Regions from separate parts of the Rattus norvegicus genome. Here region 2 is linked to region 1. Evidence: chromatin contacts called from public Hi-C data. All regions are on one chromosome and are shown on one strand. Each heading gives the region's core, a stretch centred on a gene start, on an enhancer-like site or on the middle of the called end of the contact. The rest is flanking DNA. Distances are from core to core; before and after follow the strand shown.

The links. A called contact is a pair of places that touch in the nucleus more often than the background predicts.
Region 2: a Hi-C map of prefrontal cortex shows a contact between it and region 1, with 2.3 times the contacts expected there. The contact joins the promoter of Tcf25 here to the promoter of Spata2L in region 1. A contact is called at or near these places in 12 of 12 Hi-C or Micro-C datasets (the A7r5 cell line, the Rat2 cell line, Schwann cells and 7 more) and 1 of 1 datasets of contacts at active chromatin or transcription factors (oligodendrocytes).

Annotation. Positions count from the first base shown.
Region 1 is chr19:68,180,284-68,183,808 of GRCr8, forward strand. It overlaps Spata2L (spermatogenesis associated 2-like), which reads right to left and starts at 1,786. Exons shown (of 2, transcript NM_001109133.1): 1 at 1,078-1,786. The coding sequence starts at 1,380. It also overlaps a transcript of Cdk10 not described here.
Region 2 is chr19:68,322,210-68,325,734 of GRCr8, forward strand. Tcf25 (transcription factor 25) reads left to right here and starts at 1,893. Exons shown (of 18, transcript NM_001400950.1): 1 at 1,893-2,134. The coding sequence starts at 1,943.

The DNA of each region.
Region 1 (3,525 bases), core at 536-3,035:
TTTTTTTTTTTTTTTTTTTTTTTTTAAGACAAGGTCCTTATTGTAAAGCTCAGCTTGACCCTAAACTCACCATCCTCCTGCCTCCGCCTACAGGAATATTCCATCGCATCTAGCTGGCAGGTAGCCTCTTACATCCTGTTCTGCCCATTGTTTTTGTTTCCTCCCCGACTCTAGTATTCCAGACTCTAATGTGCTTTCTAGATCAAAGCTACCTACCGGGCCAAAGGGGCAGGCTAAGTGTGGGTCTTTCTCAAGTGTGAACATCCAGAACGGCTCTAGGCACCCTTGGGGCACTTCTGTGCCCAGCACCCTCAGGAAGAGGACATCTACACACAAGGAGCACAGGCTAGAACACCCTTCTTTGGTCTTTGCACCTTGACTGAAGAGAAAAGGGGCTTTCCCCAAAAACTACCCAGCTAGGAGGCTCTATCCTTGCCAGTTCCACCCCAACACTTTCTGAACTCTACAATGTCAAGGCCAAGCCGCCGCCTCTGTCCTCTGGGCCTCTAGCGTCACAGGATGAATGAAAGTCCTGGGATCTCGGGTGTCCCTGTGGAGCAGCAGGCTGATGGGGTGTGGAGGGGGAGACGCTGCCATGACAACCAGTGGAGGTTTACCTCGCCCACGTGCTTACTGACGTCATTGCCTTCCCACTCAAAATTAGCTCAGAGCGGCCCTGCCCCCTCTAGGTGGTCTGCCATCTGACCTCAGGACTAAGCCAGCCCTGGACCTGGCCACCTAACCTGGACCTAGGCAGGAACAAGACCCCTGCCGTTCTCTTCCCAGTCTTAGCAGCCTCCTTTTACAGAAGGGACCAGTCCACATCCTAGAGGAGTTAAGATGACCATAGGACATCAAATACCTCCCTCACCCACCCACAGCTACCCTAGAATTTCCATGGCAACTAGGGCAGTGAGACTACTCTGAGGACAGCCATGTAAGTTCTAGGTCAATGACTGATAGGCATGCAATCCCAACGCCCACGACCCCTCAGCGCAGAACCCTCCCCTGAAGAGGGCCTGCAGCCCCCAGCAGTCGGACCAGGAAGGGAGTGAAGGAGCATCACTAACACCGTACCTTGATGGTGGTGAACTCCTTTCTCCAGGGCAGCAGGTACAGGTGCACAGCGGCCAGCTCTAGGAGTTCGAAGGCGCGGGCCAGATCGCGGAGGGCTGGCGCCAGGTCAGCACGGCCCCACAGGCCATCAGTGAACAGTGCCAGCGCATCGTCCTGAAGCGCCCCGTGCAGGTCGAAGTCCTCCACCAGAATCTGCCAGAGCACCGCGCGCAGCGAGGGATCGCCACAGACGCCCGCGCGGCCGCGCCGCAGCTCACGCTCCAGGCACAGGCGATAGTCCTCCGACAGCGAGCTGCTGCCCATCCTGACCGAGCGCGGGACGAGGTGTCAAACTAGAGACCATATCATCTCAGCTGTGCCACTCTCCACCCCGCACCCAGCAACTCCAGGGCCCCCTCCAACCTGGAAATAGGGACCTTGAGAGCTTAGCAAGTCCCGGGATCTATGATCCCCTTCAGCCATGAGACAGCTCAGTGACCACAGTATCTACAGCCTCCCCTCCCCGTGACACCTTCAGCACCGCTTGCTGATCATCCTCGTATCAACAGCACTGCTCCCATCAGCTGAACCTCTTGCAACCAAAACCCCTCTCCCACCGACCGTCCCCAAGGGCGGCGGTGCTACCTGCTAGTCGCCAGCTATCCCAGAGAGCTCCGCTTGGGCCTGGGTCTATCCTCGCTCTTCCGCAGAGTGTCAAGCCCGCCCCTTGGCCTTGGTTGTGACGTTGGGGGCGAGGCTGGAGTCGGGTGCCGCCCTTTCAGCGAAGTAGGAGGGTGGTGGTGTGGGCGCGGCCTGGGCGAAGCTGGGCGTGGCTCTCCCTCGCAGCTCACCTTTTGAGGTCCTCTCAGATTCACTGTCTCCAGTCTTTCCACCAGTCTGAGGTCGGTAATCGCCTAGTTACGGGCCAGGGAGTGGGAGTACACAGTGGTTGTGTAATACATGTCTCCAAGATGTGCCACTGGAGCAGGTCTGAACCAGACTGGATTTTGGCTCCTCAAGTCAACCCACAGAATAGCCAAATACCAGCTAGGCGGGGCCTATCTAGGCGGGCTGATCATGGACCAAAGGAGGTCAAACACGTGTATTTAGGTACGATTTAAAACGGGTGGGGTGGTGGATTGCCCAGTGGGTCTGAGTGTGGCAGCTCACAACCAGCTCTAACTCCAGTTGCCAACATCCTCTGCTGGCAGACAAGACACTTAACACACAAATAACAGAGCAGGAGGCACCCAGGAGGGCCTCTGCTGGCTTTGTTCTCTGTTCTCTGGTACTTCATTTCTTAGTCCGAGAAAATAGGTTAGGGAGCATTTGAGGTAGGATGAATGTATTCATCCTCCAGGAGAAGGTGCTCCTTAAATGTGTGACCTGCAGGTCTGCAAAACTGACCTGGATCATGTAGTCACCAAGAATCAGTCTGGGTGACTTCAGGGAAACTGTTCCTCGACTTACTGCGGTCTTACACAATTCACTCAGGACCTCAGGCACCTTTTTTTTTTTTTTTTTTTTTTAAAGATTTATTTATTATATATAAGTACACTGTAGCTGTCTTCAGATACACCAGAAGAGGGCATCAGATCTCTTTACAGATGGTTGTGAGCCACCATGTGGTTGCTGGGAATTGAACTCATGACCTCTGGAAGAGCAGTTGGGTGCTCTTAACCGCTGAGCCATCTCTCCAGCCCCTCAGGCACCTTCTTAATCCTAACACCCAAGCTTCACATAAGCAGTATCTTTTGCTCAATCCATTCCTGGATAGCATGTACCTCTTATCTCTCCAGGTCACCAAACCTAGGCCGAGCTTGATAAAAATAGAACCTGGCACAGGGAAGGTCTCTGCCTTGTAGAATTTCCCTGAGTCGGAGGACTTCAAATAGTGTAAGTAGGCAGCAGTCCTCAGGCATCCTGCTTGTGCTCACTGAATAGAGGTCTTCTGTTGTGAGCCCACCAGTCCAAAGGGGACCTTGGTTGGCTTTTGAGGTTGCTTTAACTCAACGTGACATGGTTTAACTCGTGACAAATCATGACAGATTCCATGCCTGCCTTGTTCTGAGACAAGCCTGGATCCCAGCTGCAGCATAAAGAGGGAGTTAACAGAAAAAGGAGAGGCCTTGGGGGCAGGGGTGTGGCCCAACGGTAGAACAATTGCCTAGTATGTGTAAGGCCCCAGGTTTAGTCTCTAGCATTGCAAAAACTGTGTTACACTAATGGCAAAGCTAGTGTTCACCTGCAAATGTCTCTTGTTTTCCACTTGTAATTTAGAGGTTATTCTGGACTAGTATGAGCCTTAACCTTATATTGACGTTCTTCCCCCACCCTCCCCTCCCCTGTGTGTGTGTGTGTGTGTGTGTGTGTGTGTGAGAGAGAGAGAGAGAGAGAGAGAGAGAGAGAGAGAGAGAGAGAGAGAGAGAGAGAGAGAATATGTGTGTGTAGCTCTGGCTGTCCTACAAC
Region 2 (3,525 bases), core at 643-3,142, 140 kb after region 1:
CAGCGGGGGCAGCCTGTAGGTTGGTTGTGTGTCAGCCCACCGAACTTTCCTCAGCCTCTTCTATCAGAAATGACGCCAAATACAGTGGTTTAGAGCTGAGATTCCCATAAGGCCCAGATCTGCAGCAGTTCAGGGAAGACCAACTCCATCCTTCAGGATCCATGACCTCTGCCTCAGGAGAAGCAGTTCCAGACTGAGACCTCCCGTTTTATTCATAGGTAAGGCCTGTGTACGCTGGCCACAGCACTTGTTCATGGAGGACACAGAAGCCAGCCTGGTCCTGATCAGTCAGGGTGGTGGTTTGAGCCTGGTGTGGAAGAAGCTACAACCTCTAACATTGATTAGAAGCAGGGAAGAGGGCTGTCAGGGGCACCTTGAGACAGCAGCTGTGGATCAGTGGCTTTGAAGTACCTAAGGAATCTAGCATAGCATGGGCAGAGAGCTCATCATCAACCCAAGGGAGGAACTAAGGCTCCTGGGAGAGGCAGGCTGGAGAGGAGCACATGGACAGTGAGTGGACTCACACCAGAGCTGGAATTAAGGGATGCTGCCCTGCCCGCCTTCTCTGTCCTCGCCAACTGCCTACCTTGGGTGGACTTTGGGAGTCACATGAATTCAAGGCCAGGTTCTCTCTGGGGTACTTAAAACTCCTTCAGTCTTCACCTGTAAAAGGACATCTGTCTCCCAAAATGAAGTTGGAATTTAGAGTGGTGACTGACCTAGCTCCTCTCTCCACACCCACACAGCCCTCTCCTGCTCTCAAATTGGGAAAAGGTTCAACCCAGCACCATTTTACTTTGGAGGTACTCAATCCTGGCTTGTCTAGGAAAGTTTTCCAAAACACTAAAAAAAAAAAAAAAAAAAAAAAAAAAAAAATGGGGCCTGGACTTGGAATAGCTCTGTAACTCCAGCCCTTCAGAAACAGAGGATTTGTGCAAGCTTCAAGGGCAGCAGGGTTACACAGCAAAATTTTTTTTGGGGGGGTGTTGTTTTATTTTTTTAAAAAAGGGTGTGGTCGCACACACCTTTAGTCTATCACTTGAGAGGCAGAGGCCAGCCTGGTCTACAACAAGGCGAGTGCCAGGACAGCCAGGACTACACAGAGAAACCCTGTCTCGAAAACCAAAACCAACCAAACAAAAAGAACATGGAAAAAGAAAGGATCTGTGCAGAGTGTCCCTGTTTCCTCATTGTGAAAATCTTCCTTAATTAGAATACACGTAGGAAGGACTGCCGCCTCGACTTCAGACCATGGATCCACACCTAGATAGCTCCTGATCACCCAATATTAACATGGTAGTCCCTGTTGCGTTCGCGACAATAAAAAAGCAACCCGGAACACCTAGGAGAACAGATATTCAGTCTTGAAGATGTTAGACTGTTTCTATTAAGGCGAAAACTGTCCCTTTGCAGTCTAGTAGCATCGTGGAGGTGGGGATCATCGGGCAGGTCGAATGGGTAGGCTACACAGAGATGGGCTGGCGACTGGGTCCCTCGCTCCTATCACAGCAGAAATCTTTGCGCACGTGCCTTGCGGCGAGCGCACTTGCTCTCACTGCCTCTTGACCTGCCCCGCCCTCCTGCCCGCCCGCTCGCCCGCTCGCTCGCCCGCCCGCTCGCTCGCCCGGGGATTCTCGTCCGTGGCGTGCAGCGTTCTGAGCCTGCGCGTTGCCATCCGCCGCACAGCCAGCTTAACGCAACCCATACACCTCGAAAGCTGAAGTGCCGCACTCCAGCCGCCGCCAGGGCTCGACTCTCGCGAGAACTCCCTGGGCCACCCTCGCACCTTCCACGACTCCTCCGGGGATCGGGAGGAAGTTCCGGAGAGCCGCGGCGCGCAAACGCGACACGCCAGCCTTGCGCCAGCGCGCCGCAAGTGCGCAGGCGCCGCCACTCTGCTGCTCTTCCTCGTCCCTCTGCCTACATCTGGTTGTCGGGTCCTATGTCGCGCCGGGCCCTCCGGAGACTGAGGGGGGAACAGCGCGGCCAGGAACCCCTAGGGCCCGACGCCCTGCAGTTTGTCCTCCTTGATGACGATGACGCAGAGGAAGAGGGACCAAAAACGGGGCTGGGTGGCCGGCGCCCCGGGGGTGCAGGGAAGGAAGGAGTCCGTGTCAACAACCGGTTCGAGCTGGTGAGGAGCTGGGCAACCAGAGGGGGATGGTAGGGGGCATGACGTCATGCGAAGGGGCATAAAGTTGGGTCTGGACTGCAGTCGGTGGGCGGAGAGAAGAATTGCGCCGCATCGGGGGAGGCGGGCCTTCGGCTGGGTGGGTGGGGTGATGAGGCCGTGCTGAATTGCAAGTCCCGGAGCTGTCGAGGGGCGGCGTTCCCCATCCTAGATCTAGCTGGGGGTTGCTGTCAAGGGGCTGAGTGACAGGACTTTGCTGCAGTATAGGGCGTGTCTCAGGGCAGGGTCTAGCGACCCGATGTGACGTAGGGGCAATACAGGACCGTGACGTCAGTGTGGGCGTGGCGTGACATCGGAGACAGCTAAGGGGAGGGCCACTATGGGCGGTGAGTGGGAGGTGGGGTTCAGTTGGGTCTGGGCTTCACTGAATAGGGTCGTGGTATCTAGGGCAGTGCTATAGTAGGGTAGTCATGGTTTCCTATCTGCTACCCGAGGGGAGGTCTCTCTATTCTAGCTCGTTTGCAAACATTTCGGGCTTATTCGTCACAATTATTTCTGTGTGTCCCAGCTAGTTATACCTCAGTGGGTCCCAGCTCTTTGTACCTAGCGCATTCCTGGCAGCAGAAAGACGTGTAGTCCTCCTGAGGCCCGCTTTTTTCCTTACATCTGACTGATCTGGGTCTGCAGTTTCATATGTGTGGGAATTATGATCTAGACTTCACGTGTGGGCAGGTAAAATGTTTTGCTCGTTTTGTATCTCCAGCGTGCACATATGGTAAGGTGTCAGTGATCATTTTCGAGTGAGTTAAAACTTGTAATGTGTCTGATGCAGTGAGGTGTCCTCAAGTCGCAGATAGGAGACCATGTCTCTATGGCACCGCCCTAGACAGCACAACCCCAGTTGTCCCCTGCTTTTTATCAGCAGGTTTAAAAGTTCCTAGCCAAGATAAAGAAGAGTGTGGGAAATGTCACAGACGCTTTGGAAGTTTGGGTCAGAGATTGGCAGTGTTGAAATAAGTCGCTCCCTGGTACAGTCAGAACTCTCCTACCTCCTCTGACTTTCAGCCTGAAAGTCACCCCCATTCCTACTATTTCTTATCCCTTCATTGTAACTGATTTATTAGGTTTTGCTTGTCATTATTTCTTTTTCGAGATAGGCTTTCTCTATGTAGCCCTGACTGTCCTTGAACCCACTCTGTAGACTGCTTTGAGATGCTTCGTCTCAAACTCAGAGATTCACCTGCTTCTGCCTCCTGAGTGCTGGGATCGAAGGAGTGTGCCACCACCTTCCAGCTAGGTTTAGTTTTCAAACACACACACACACACACACACACACACACACACACACACACACACACACACACACACACAAAGGAAATATGGGGCTGGAGAGA